Regions from separate parts of the Hordeum vulgare genome. Here region 1 is linked to region 2. A link is a contact called in public Hi-C data. All regions are on one chromosome and are shown on one strand. Each heading gives the region's core, a stretch centred on a gene start, on an enhancer-like site or on the middle of the called end of the contact. The rest is flanking DNA. Distances are from core to core; before and after follow the strand shown.

Region 1 (7,187 bases), core at 77-2,576, 610 kb after region 2:
TTACTAGAGTAGCATAGAGTACTAGGTGGAAGTTCAACTTAACACTCTCCACTGCAGTACCGGTATATACATAGTATTTTCGAACTAAAGGCAAATTTTGTGTGCCTGTGAGCCGGTGGGGGATTGTTGGAATTCAACCGTTTTGGGCCAGCCCAATGACCAATTTTGGAATTCCTAATAAATCCTAGAGACCCACTTAGCCCATTCGTGCAAGGCAAGAGGTGGAACTAAAGTTTAGTCCCGCATTGCTAGTTTGGTAGGAGTTGGACCTTCATATAAGGGAGGATATTTCCACACATGTATGAGCATGAGAACAAGAGACACACACACACACACGCTCCTCCTCCTGTGCCGCTCGCCTCGCATGCACCTCTTCGACGGATGCATGTTCGTTTCGTCTCAGATCGGGACATTAGGCCACCGAAAGCCCGTCGCTTTGAGTTCAGTACAAGAGAAGGGTGATAAGGTTTTTGGGGAGCGCTCTGAGCGACTACTGGCTTCTTCATCACGGACGTCACGGACGCCGACGACCACTTCCTAGACGACGACTTCTTCCCCGACGTCAACAACCTCTTCGACAACATGGTCGGTGACGACGTCAATGCCAATCACACTTCTGCTAGTGATGCAACTCACTATGTATTCGTGTTCTTCTTGTTTTAGTTCCTGCCGCAACTTCTTGTTCTAGTTTCTTTTCTAGATATGTTCTGTTCATACTTATCAGTTCACATGCTACTCGCATACTCTCTATATGGTCGCATCTCTTGTCTTATAATTGTTATGGTATTCATGATTTATCTACTATTTCTGCTAGCAAAATCACATAATAAATCGCTCATATTTTCAGCAGTAACAATGTTTTTCGCTTACAACTCACACCGGATAGAGATCTTCACGTCCCATGCACCTAACAGCCTTATATTTTTTTTCATGGGGACTTATCTTAAGAATCCCAAATAGGCAACAAATGTTCATTAGGAAGGATGGTATCTACGAACGTTCTTGTGACAATTTTTTACACCAGACTTGGCAATGTTGACATCATAGGATTTTGCTGTGAAAATTACCCGTGTTTACTTGAAAATTTTGCTATGTACCCGCAACATGAATTGTCGCGAAAAATGTTTACTTTGAGTGAGTACAATGATTGACCGTACAGTAGCAAGTACTCCATCCGTTTTAAAATAAATGTATCAATTTTATATTAGTTCAATAGAAAGTTGCACTAAAATTAAAATATTTATTTTGAAACAGGGGAAGTACTTATCTTGCATCATTAGTAAATAGGACATGAATGAGCCCGGCTAGGCCCGGTCCATCTTTAGCCCATCCTTGACACCACTCTCTCGTCTATCTTGTTTCTTCCCCGGCTGGTTCACCACCCAACGGTTCCAACCTCCACCGCTCCCCACTCCACTCGATCCCCACGCGCGCACGCATCCCTCCCCACAGCCGAGGAAGAGAGCCCAACAAGAATCCCAAGAGGAGAGCTCCTATCCCCGACCAGGAGCGGGCAATGTCAGTTCAGGACCCGTCCCCCGCGCCGCGACCCAAGCGCACGTCGTCCGCGCCGATCCGACCCTGCGACTACGCGCACAGCCCGGCGCACCACTGCGTCGCGCTGCGGGACGCCGCCGGCATCTCCGCCATCCTCGCCGGCCTCCCGCCCCTCGCCCACCCCTCGCGCATCCTCTCCGCCGCCGACGCCGCGCGCGAGGCCCGCCTCTCGGCCTCTGTCTCCGCGGCGCTCGACCGCCGCGACGTCCCAGGTGGGGACACCGCGCTCCACCTCGCCGTGCGGCTCCGGCTCCCCTCCCTCGCCTCCGCGCTCGCCGCCGCCGGCGCCGACCCCACGCTCCAGAACCACGCCGGGTGGACGCCGCTCCAGGAGGCGCTCTGCCTTGGATGCAAGGACATCGCGGCCTTCCTCCTCCGCGCTCACCGCCTGGCGGCCTGGGCCAAGCTCCGCCGCCGGGCGCCCGCGCTCTCCGCCGCGCTGAGCCGGGTCCAGGACTTCTATCTCGAGGTGGATTTCCACTTCGAGAGCTCCGTCGTGCCGCTCCTCTCGCGCGCCGCGCCGTCGGACACCTACCGGATATGGAAGCGCGGCGCCAACCTGCGCGCGGACACCACCCTCGCCGGCTTCGACGGCCTCCGCATTCGGCGCGCCGACCACTCTTTCCTCTTTTTCGGTGAGGAGACTGAGGCCGGCGGCCGACGCCTTCCCCCGGGATCGCTCCTTGTGCTCCACCGCGGCAAGCGCGAGGTGCATGACGCGTTCGCCGCGGCCGCGGCCGCCGGTGACGAGGATGCAGCCACCTCCGACGCGGCCGCCTACAGGCCGGGGCTCAACATCACCTCCGCGAGGCTCGTTCAGAGAACCACTTGGCTGCGCAAGGAGAAGACGGAGAGCGTTGGGGAGTGGAAGGCGAGGGTGTTCGACGTCCACAACGTCGTCTTCTCCTTCCGCACGCTCAAGGCAGCCAGCACGGGCCGCAAGGACTTGACCTTCGAGTTTGCCGGAGATGACGACGAGGAGTTCTTGCCGCTGGAGATCCGGGATGATGACGAGGACGGCGATTTCTTAGTCGCCGACATCCCCCCGCCCCCGCCACGGCGCAGCTGCTACGTGCCTGGCCGGCGCAGCGTGGCAGGGCCACCCTCCCATATGGGGACGCCGCAGAGGAGGAGGAACAGCGTGGACGTGCCGCGACGGCTGCCAACCTGTGCATCCGTGGGCCGCGGCGAGGACGGCGTCTTCAGCCGGAACGCCACGACCGGGGGAGCCAAGTGGAAGGAGGAGGAGACGGTGAAGACACTGCGGCCAACCGTGTGGCTCACTGAGGACTTCCCGCTGAGCGTCGACGAGTTCTTGCCTCTGCTGGACATCTTGGCTACCCGTGTGCGCGCCGTCCGCCGCCTCCGTGAGCTGCTCACCACCAAGTTCCCGACTGGGACATTCCCGGTCAAGGTAACGTTCAGTCTACTTTCCTGCTCTAGCGGCAACCCAAGTTATGGTACTGTTTCTTCGCAAATAACTTCCTCAGTTTCATTGCTTGTGCAAATTTGACAAGAATTTATAAGCCCTATGTAGCACTTAAACATGGTGAATCAAGCAATGTCAACACCCAGAAGTTATCTGAGGCCTTGTTTGGTTCATAAGTCCTAGGACTTTTTTTAGTCTCGACTTATAAGTCCCGAGTCCCTAAAAAGTTCCTACCTGTTTGGTTCCTAGGACTTAATATGGACTAAAAGACCATATTACAACTATAAGTCCCTGTAAGACTCATAAGTCCGAAATGCCCACTTTAAGTCCTCATAAGTCCCTCCTGTTTGGTTTAGATGGGACTTAAAGGGACTTATAAGTTCTAAGTCCCTAATAAGTCCCTGTAACCAAACACCCCCTGAATCAAGCAAGATAAGTAATGAATCATGTGCTATTGGGACTATCTAGCTGTTTGTATCACCAAGAACAGCAACCAGGGGCAGCATATGCAGTGAAAGCTCGACTTGTGTTTATGCGGGGCGGTTTGTAGGAAAACAATTTATAAGTTCAGATGCTTATCTGCATGGTGCATTGCCCTGGAGCAGGCAATTTCCAGGTTGGATGAATGGGGAGTTGAGTAGTAAAGGGAGCAGTATCCATTGCACTACCACTTTCTAAAATATCCTTTTTCTTAATTATTATCGTGTTCTGAAGACTACATCATAATACTGATTCTCAAGAATTTATTGTTGGAACTTGGGAACACACAATGCGCTGCCTATAGGCATTAGTCATAGGAATTAGTTGGATGCAGCTATGGACTAGAGATGGTGTAACTCAGTTTGGATTTGGTCGTTCATGCTGGCTTGTGATTTGTTGCTATCTGTGGACTCAGCTAGTTCATAACTTTGTTGTTGATGCAGGTTGCGATCCCTGTTGTTCCGACTGTGAGGGTAGTCATCACCTTCAACAAGTTTGTTCCCCTGGTAGAGCCAGAGGAGTTCTTCACGCCGATGTCGAGCCCCAGCCTGCTGGCGAGCCCTGGTCCGGGGTCCATCATGCCTAAGCCAGACACCCACAAGAGCTCGTATCTGAGGTGGACATCCAAGAACTCGAGAGCAAAGCCAGTGAACCTGTCGCAGGTCGCGGACAACACCGACCCCTTCACCATCCCCAGCGACTACACCTGGGTAAACCTGGGTGCCACCAAGTCCCAAGACAAGAAGCTATCCAAGACCAGTAAAAAGGGCAAGAGCAAAGAGACCTAACTAAACCAACTAGCGGTTTGAATTGATCATCTGGTCTCTATTTAGTGGGGAGCTAATATACCATGACCCAGAACCTGTAATTACCAAGCATCTGGGAGGAGCCCCGGGTTAGGGTTTAGGTTGGCGACGAAGAACGGAAGCAGCTAGTGTGGAACCTCTTATGTTTTACCTTTTGTTGATTGACCCTTCTTCTTCAGCAATATTGTTGTACTTGTACACACTGGGTGGCGCCAAATTGCACATGCTGCTCTTGCTTAAAGATCCTTCTGATTTAAAAAAAAAGAGAGAATGTATTGCACATTCCTATTCTTTGCCTGTGTTTCAGTTCTTCTGTGTACGTCTGTTGTGTTTGAGATTTGGGAGTGTTCTCCTTGGTGCATCCCCAAGCACAATGTGGGATCCTTTTTTCCTGGAAAGCAAAATGATGGACGAATGGTCGTTGTGCGTTTGGTTCGTGGATCGATGAGTTCAATGGATCTTTTCTTTTTCTCTCTCTGGTGCGGATGAATATGATGGCTGCGGCTTCTGCAAAAGATGCGTTAGCGTGTTGTATGTCCGCGCTTTGTAGGGCAGAATCATTGGCATGCATGCATGCTTTACCCCAAAGATGGCTGGCACAGACATTCCTTCCTTCCTAGTGAATACGTAGCCTGTTTCACCCACATACAAATGGCGTGTTACCTTCAACCAGACTGAGTTACAAACTGAAAGGTCTTACTCGCATCAGCACGAATCTTAAAGCAAGTCAGAGCCTGGCTCACTGATAACTCTCCAATCAACAATTTTCTGCAAATCAGGTGCAAAAGGGAGGCAACACGTTCGTGACGGTACAAGGTGAAATCAAGCAGAGATGACGGGAGATGGGAATTGGCCGAGGCGGGATGTCAAAAATCTAGCCTCGGCGCCCCCATTTACTTGGTCACTATTAGCTCTTCAGAGAAGCACTTCCTTTGTTCTTAGCACCAACGACAACAATGACTAAGATCTGCGCATGCGGCGGAGGCGGTGAACGCGACAGGAGCACTCTCCGGCAGCAGGAGCTACTTCTTTCCTTTATCTTGGCCACTGTCTGCTCCTCCTCGACCCAGCCATGCCCCCTTCCTCATCATCATCTCTGAAACCGGTAAGCATCATGGAACCCCCCTTTCTCCCTATGTTAGGTCGCTTCTTAGGTTGTTAGGCAAGGCGTAGGATCGGTTCTCATTGCTCATCGCACTCTCGATGTTGCCTAGGTTACGGATGAACGAATGTAGCTGGTATTTCAGGCAGCAACATTAATAACTACGATTTAGGCATGACTCATGTTGATCCACGAGAGAGTTGTTCGTCCTGGTGACAACCGCAATGACAGAGAGGCTTTATTGATGCTTCGAATGAAAATAACACCTTTTGCTAGGCTTGTGCAGACATTCACGGGCAGGGGGCTGCTACAAGATAGCATCCACACCTGTGTGGAAGAGCAAGTAGCCATGTTCCTCCATATTATTGGTCATAACCAGAGGTTCGGGGTTATGCACAACACGTTCAGGAGATCAATGGATACCATTTCCAGGTACTTCAGGAAAGTGTTGTATGATGTTAGGGAACTCATAGGAGAGATGATAATGTCACCAACCATCCGGATTCCTAGCAAGATTTCCACTAGCTCAAGATCCATACTTCAAGGTGAGCACTGACAATATGTAGTTCATGCCTTGACATGCTTCTATTGTTCTGTTATAGCCATAACACCATCTTATAATGCAATTTCAGGATTGCATTATGGTAATAGATGGTAGTCATGTCACTACTAGCGTGTTGAGGTCGCAATCTGCAACATCTAGGGCAGAAAGCACTACACAAGACAAAATGTTCTTTCTGCTATTGACTTCAATTCGAAGTTCACATATGTGTTGGCTGGCTGGGAAGGATCAACACATGAGTCGACCCGTTGGCATCAATATTCCCGATAGCAGGTTCTACCTAGGAGATGCATGCGATGCATGTCCGCGAGGTGTTCTTCCACCCTTCAGGAAAACCAGGTACCATATGAACGAGTCCGCTGGTAGAAACTATCCTAGGACTCTACATGTACTGTTTAATCTTAGACACTCCATCCTTAGAGTTACGGTTGAGAGGGCATTGTAGCTCTGACGAATAGGTTTAAGATCCTAGATGAGAAGCGATTCAACACATCCCCCACCCAGGTTAGGCTTGTTCTTGTTTGTTGCATTCTGAATAACTGGATCTGCAATGGGTTTGTTATAAACTGGTGCCGGAGGAGGAAGAGGTGACGACAAGCTATGTTGTCCGCTACGACCATAGTGTTTACGCATTTGATAACGGAGCCTATAAGAACAAAAGGATGGAGTGGACACAGAGAATGTGGGAAAACAAAGGCCAAACAAGGATCTGGAGAAGAAGAAGAAGAGCAAGAACATCATGAAAAGAGAAGAAGTAGCATAAGAGGAGAAGAAGCATCTGTACAAGAAAAAAAACAATAGCAGAATAATAAGAGGACTTGGATGGACTTCCAACTAGTTCGGCATTGATGAACTTTCCCCTATTCATGCATTCGAATGTTGTATTTGTAATACTATTTGTTAGTAGCTAGGATGAATTGCGATTTGTTTCCTAGCTAGGACTGGAACTATGTTTGGATCGTCCATGGTAAGGTCACCACTAGTGAGATATGGTGATAGCACCTTATGGAGTTTGCAACCAAATAACGTGTAGTCTATGCACCCAATGCACTGCATGCAACTAAACGGCGGGTCAATATTTGTTCCATAATGCAGGCAACCTAGATGCGAGCAACCAAACTATGTGTAGATGTTGGATTTGACCTATTTTACCTCAGCCAAACCCTTATGAGACAAACATGCAAAGATGCAAAAAACCATGCAGGTAACCAAACACACTAAAAGGTATCTGGATCTAACATACATAAGATA
Region 2 (6,441 bases), core at 1,812-4,311:
GTCACACGGAGTGACAAATCCCAGTCTTGATCCATACTAACTCAAGGGACACCTTCGGAAATACTTGTAAAGCATCTTTATAGTCACCCAGTTACGTTGTGACGTTTGATACACACAAGGTATTCCTCCGGTGCGAGTGAGTTATATGATCTCATGGTCATAGGAATAAATACTTGACACGCAGAAAACAGTAGCAATAAAATGACACGATCAACATGCTAAGTTTATTAGTTTGGGTCTAGTCCATCACATGATTCTCCTAATGATGTGATCCCGTTATCAAGTAACAATACTTGCCTATGGTTAGGAAACCTTGACCATATTTGATCAACGAGCTAGTCAACTAGAGGCTTACTAGGGACAGTGTTTTGTCTATGTATCCACACAAGTATTGTGTTTCCAATCAATACAATTATAGCATGGATAATAAACGATTATCATGAACAAAGAAATATAATAATAACTAATTTATTATTGCTTATAGGGCATATTTCCAACAGGGTGGCATATTGGTGTTCACGATATGGAATGGAGTACAGTGTGACCAATGGCAGAACCGTGTTGTTTGGACACCATGCTAGCTAGTTAGTATGTAATGCACAATTTTTAAGTTGGGGTGGGGCTACATGATGGACAGGGTGGGCCTCCACTCACCTTGACATTTGGGTGAGTGATACACCCCCACCCTTGCCCAATGGCCCAAGCCAATCCAGCCAAAGGCAGCGAGCGACTAGGCGATCCAACGAATCGGGCATCAAGCGAATGCGAGAGGGGCGAACAGGCGGTGGACTAGGGTTTTCATGTTTGAACACCCAACTTCGACGGTGATGGCACGCAGATCCGATGAGAGGCAGTAAGGTGGCGGTGATCCCTCTGGAGATGGTGCATTGAGGTAAGATCTCCCTCGTCTCTTGCTACCTCGATGCGTTCAATCTGACAAAGGGAATTTGAGAGTTGTTTTTGTCCGATGTCTTGATTCTCTCTGGATTCTGGCATTTGGTGTGTCAAACAAGGAGGCATTTGATGGCTCTTGATGGATGATGACCAACAAGTATAGGGGATCAATCGTAGTCCTTTCGATAAGTAAGAGCATCGAACCCAACGAGGAGCGAAAGGAAATGACAAGCGGTTTTCAGCAAGGTATTCTCTCCATATGTTGTAAGTAATAATGATAGATAGTTTTGTAGCAAAATAATTCGTAACAAGTGACAAATAACAATAGTAGCAAGTGCGCAACAAGGTAGCCCAATCCTTTTTATAACAAAGGACATTGCCGGAAAGTACTCTTGTATGAAGCAAACGCTCCCGAGGACACATGGGAATTACTGTCCAGTCATGTCATCATGTTTAGTTGATTTGCGTTCGTTACTTTGATAATTTGATATATGGGTAGACCAGTGCTAAGATATTGTTCTTACTTGAACAAGCAACCCACTTATGATTACCCCCTCTCGCAAGCATCCGCAACTACGAAAGAACAATTAATATAAATCTAACCGTAGCATGAAACATGTGGATCCAAATCAGCCCCTTATGAAGCAATGCATGTATTGGTGTTTAAGCTTCTGTCACTCTCGCAACCCATCATCTATTTGGTACTCCACAGTGTCTTTCCTTAGACCCATAACATGGTTAAGTGTCGTGTAGTCGATCTTCACACGACAACACTAAGAGAAGCAACAACATACACATTATCAAAATATTAAACGAATATCAACTTCACATAATTACTTATAACAAAACTTCTCACATGTCCTCAGGAACAATATCAACTACTCACACCTCATCAACATGTTTAAGATCAGAGGATATAATAATGGTGATCAAGGATCTGAAGTTAATATCTTCCATCAAATAATCAAACAAACATCAAATAGTCGATGTTCGCAAGGCTTCATTTTTATGTGTCTTTTGAGTGTCGTTAGGGTTTATATTATGTTCAGAAAGCCGAGGCGACGGTGGCTCTCGAAGGATGAAAAGATTCATTCCACTTGGCTTCATCCATGTGTTGTTTCTAGTATCGTCGAAAAGAGTGCGAAGATATATTTCTAACGGATCTTGTGTGTTTTGATGAGGTTTCTTTTTAATGATCCGCTTGTAACCGATATTGGTTCGGTTGCCTAATATATAAAAAATTCTCCGTCTAGTGACAACGGTTTGATGAGTTAGAAAATCAAACGGTTTGGTGAGTTAGGCTAGAAGTACAAAAGTAGTTCGTTTTGAACAAAGCAATAAAGTTAACGAGGTTGCCTAAGGCTGGTCATAGTGAGGAGTATCATATAGTAGTATCATGCATATGGTACTATTGTATGATATTACTTTCATAGTGCATATTATCATAAAGTAGTATCATAGATGACCTTATTTATTGACATGCATGACACATAGGGGGTGTTTGTTTCAAGGGACTTTTTGATGTAGGGACTAAAAAAGTCCCAAAAAGTCCCATGTGAAACAAACAGGAGGGTCTTTTAGGGACTAAAAGGGGGTATTTGGGACTATTTGGAGAAGTCCCTATGGGAGGGTCTTTTTGGGACTTTTTGTCACTTTTTCCAACAATGCCCCTATTTTTAGCATGTCATTTAATAACTACTAATACATCACTAAGGGTAACATGGTCTTTTTACATGTCATTTAATAACCTCTAGTCCTTATTTAGTTTCTAAAAACAAACGGGTAGGGACTAGGGACTTTTAAGTTGGGACTAAAAAAAGTCCCGGAACTTCTGAAACAAACAGGGCCATAGTAGCATAACATTTAACATGTTACGGTATGTTACTCTAATCCTCTCTTTCTTTTTTAATTGTCTGTCACATCAGCATGTTTGCTAGTCCCAAGTACTACCTTAATTACTCTCACTATGGCCAGCCTAAAACAATTACTAGTTAACGAAGAGCACGCGTTACGGAATTGAATACAAATTGAGTTTGAATCCTCTGCACAAAACGAACCGTCACAACCGTGCGAGTTGTGTACACACAATACAATACAGCTAGAACCCGAGGGGCACGGCATAAGATTCCCCACAGGGAAGGCCCTCTTAAATAGCCGCGACACGCCTCCACCACCAAACCCTACCCCGCGACTTCCTTCCGGTTGCTTCCGCCGAGCGACTTTCAATCCAGTCTCCCCCCTCGATTCCGCCACCCCGATCGCCTCGATCAATCTCGTCCCCGGCAGCGCCATCCCATCGGTGAGCCCCTCCATCCTTTTTCCCCAAAAGATCCGCCCAGAGTTCGGAGAATTTGGGTTTTCTTATCGCTTTCATCATCCGCTCTGGGATCGATTTGATCGGTGGATTGTTTCTCGATCGATCGCAGGTTGGAGATGGCCAAGACTTGCTTCAAGACCGAGCACCCCCTGGGTTTGTTTCTCTTGCCCCTCTGGCTGTTAATTTCTTTCAGTTTACGCTCTGTTTTGCTTTTTCGTCCGATCGATAATATAGGAGTACTCATATACGAGAGTTTGGTATTTCACTGATTGAAACCTGTGGACCAGTTGTTTGACACCAAAGTAATTTAGACTTTCTTTTACGTGACGTGATAACTTGGTTATAGTTGATTGCTTCCGTGCTCCGGCGTGCTAATTTGTGTATTCCGGACGTTCTTTCCTGTCCCATATGCTGTTGGCAGATATTGTCGGTGTGTTTCAGATTGGTGTTTTATTGAACCACCATGTAGACTAGTATTATTAGTCCGTATATGTTACATCTGTCAAAATGATTAAAATCAGTAGGAAGACTCAGTTCATCAATCCAGTACTGTCTGTTTTTTGTGATTGAGTTGTATTCTAATTGAATGGTGCTGCAAAGATAGATTTCATGGTCTTGATATTAAGTCGTTTATCCATCTTGCATTAGAATTTACACTCTGTTCAGTCTATAAAAATAGACTGTTCCATATAATGATGACTGCCTGATATATTCTACTTTTAAGGTTTTTTTTGTCCGTGTGCTATTCGTATTATATCTTAATAATAATTCATATTGCCGAATGACTTTGTTAGATCATATTCATAAGATACTGTTTTACTCAGTTAAGTAACCAACAATGATGTGATACTTTGGCGTACAATTTCTGTTGTACTACTGTTCTGTCTTATTGGTGCGATTGAATGTATTGTTTGGCTTCTCCTATGGATTGCCAGGATTGCCAAGATTATTCCCCTGTAAAAGAAATATTTTATAAAATGGTCTCATATAGTATTGATTGTTCCCCTGTAAAAGAAATATTTTACAAAATGGTCTCATATAGTATTTCTTTTTTTAATATGATGTACTATCTTCCCTGGAGGGTATAATATGTTCTGCTTTTCACTGGTTGATGCATATGAGATCTTGGTTCAAGCTTCAATTGTTTTTTCCATTGGCAAGTTATTTTCATCTTATGTTATTAAAATTACCTTTTTATAGAGAGGAGGCAAGCTGAATCTGCCAGGATCCGTGAGAAGTACGCTGATAGAATTCCGGTAAATATATCTCTGGACTTATCTTTTACATATGTAGGTTGTCCACATTCATCTCTCCTAATAGAGCTCTTTGATCAATTATTTCAGGTGATTGTTGAGAAGGCTGATAAGTCTGATGTCCCGGAAATTGATAAGAAGAAGTAAGATATCCATCTTCATCACTTCTGTGTTCTGATGCCAGATGTGCAGTTCTTCTCATTGTTTTCTGGGGTTTAGCTCTGCTCTCAGCTGCAATCTCTCTTTCAACATGCCAATGTTTCATTTTCAGGTTTCTTGTATGTACATAACAATTTATTATGTCTGAATGTGCTCTATTTTATATACTTGTTGACTATTTGTTCTGTTTTTTATTTACCGTGGTCTTCAAATATTATTCTTGTCTGCTGTTCCATGTTAGGAATCTGTATTAGTATCTTGCTGATGTGCTTATAATTGATTCTTTTGCAGGTATCTTGTCCCTGCCGACCTTACTGTTGGCCAGTTTGTCTACGTGGTACGGAAGAGGATCAAGCTTAGCCCAGAAAAGGCCATCTTCGTCTTTGTGAATAGCACCTTGCCACCGACTGGTAATTTTCTTAAACATATTTATAGCAAATTAGTTTGTTATTGGTCATATGTGACTGCCCAATCCTCATATCAATGTTTGTTTTTGGCAGCTTCGTTGATGTCTGCGATCTATGAAGAAAACAAGGACGAGGATGGCTTCCTGTACATGACTTACAGTGGCGAGAACACTTTCGGGTCTGCCTAATCCATCTGCCTGGCCACTGTAAATAAATGGATGTTCAGGTTGCGACGTCTGTGTACATACTATCACTAGTATGCTGGTGGATTGCTGTCATGGTTTAATGCGTTAGTGTTTGGTATCTTATTATCATCTGAATGTCGGCCTGTAAAACTCTATACTTCGAAGGGTCGAAGATTTATCTGTTCTTGTCTGATTTATGTTCCTAATGCTCTGTGATGATATCAATTGCAAACTCATGGTAAGAGTTTTTCTTAATATTAGGCTGGGTTTATGTGCCCGTGTGTTGTAAGGGGGCAAACTTTAATATGACGATCATACTGGACAAATCTTGATGCAAAATAGTTAGATAAAAATGGAGCCTTATGAAATTGTCACTTGCAACAAAAAATGTCTATTTTTAACTTATATAAGGTCGGCCGAACTGAAATTCTGGCCGATAGCATCGTGAATTGTGTAATCTTGGTCGAGTCAAACCTTTACATTGTTTTAGGCGCAAAAACAAATGGCAAAGGATTTGTTTGATTGGCTGGCCTGTTTTAGTTTTTTTAAGAAAAAGTCCAAAACAAGCCTTGAAGTTGTAGACGAAAGCTAAATCAAATCATGAACTTCGAATTCCTGAAATTGGCACTCCGAACTTGTAATCCCTGTCTATTTTAAATCCTAGGTCCGTTTGACATACCGGGATTCTGACAATATCATAATCCGAACCGGGATAACCTGATAGGCTGCTATTCTCACAGGCAGAAATTGGGCCGGCCCATTATTTTTTTAGGAAGTTTAAAATAGTTCGAGCATTTTTTAAATTGTTCAGAAGTTCAAAATATTTATGTTTTCTATTTTTGTCACAAATTCTATGTCTTTTTGTTTCAAAAAAATGTTTGGGTTTTTTTAATTCTATTTGTATTTATAAAAAAGCAGAACATGGGTGAGTTTCCCGAGTATTTTTAAAATGTACATAATGTGTTGAAAAATATTGGAATTTTATCAAAAAAAAATACATATGTGCGTTAAAAATTACATTGGATATTGAAAAGAAGTAGACATGTGTGAAAGAAAAAAGAAAAAAAAAACAAAAAAACCAGAGCAGAGGGCGTGCGCAACGGGCCTAGTCCAATTCAGCAAATCCCGGCTAAGTTATCTCAAGGTTTAAAATAGACCACGATCAGTGAGTTTAGTCTATCGGTTTCAGGGATTCGAAGTTTAGGGTTTGGTTTATATTTTGTCTA

Evidence for each region. Hi-C and Micro-C count contacts between places; a contact is called where the count stands out from the background.
Region 1: a contact with region 2 is called in a Hi-C map of seedling, with 5 times the contacts expected there. The contact joins the promoter of LOC123425916 here to the promoter of LOC123425915 in region 2. A contact is called at or near these places in 2 of 6 Hi-C or Micro-C datasets (leaf and seedling) and 1 of 1 datasets of contacts at active chromatin or transcription factors (embryo).

Annotation. Positions count from the first base shown.
Region 1 is chr2H:219,453,592-219,460,778 of MorexV3_pseudomolecules_assembly, forward strand. LOC123425916 (ankyrin repeat domain-containing protein 13C-like) reads left to right here and starts at 1,327. Exons shown (of 2, transcript XM_045109679.1): 1 at 1,327-2,971; 2 at 3,910-4,470. The coding sequence starts at 1,517. The coding sequence ends at 4,254.
Region 2 is chr2H:218,837,369-218,843,809 of MorexV3_pseudomolecules_assembly, forward strand. It overlaps LOC123425915 (autophagy-related protein 8A), which reads left to right and starts at 3,062. Exons shown (of 6, transcript XM_045109678.1): 1 at 3,062-3,193; 2 at 3,321-3,364; 3 at 4,412-4,467; 4 at 4,555-4,607; 5 at 4,915-5,033; 6 at 5,124-5,470. The coding sequence starts at 3,328. The coding sequence ends at 5,218.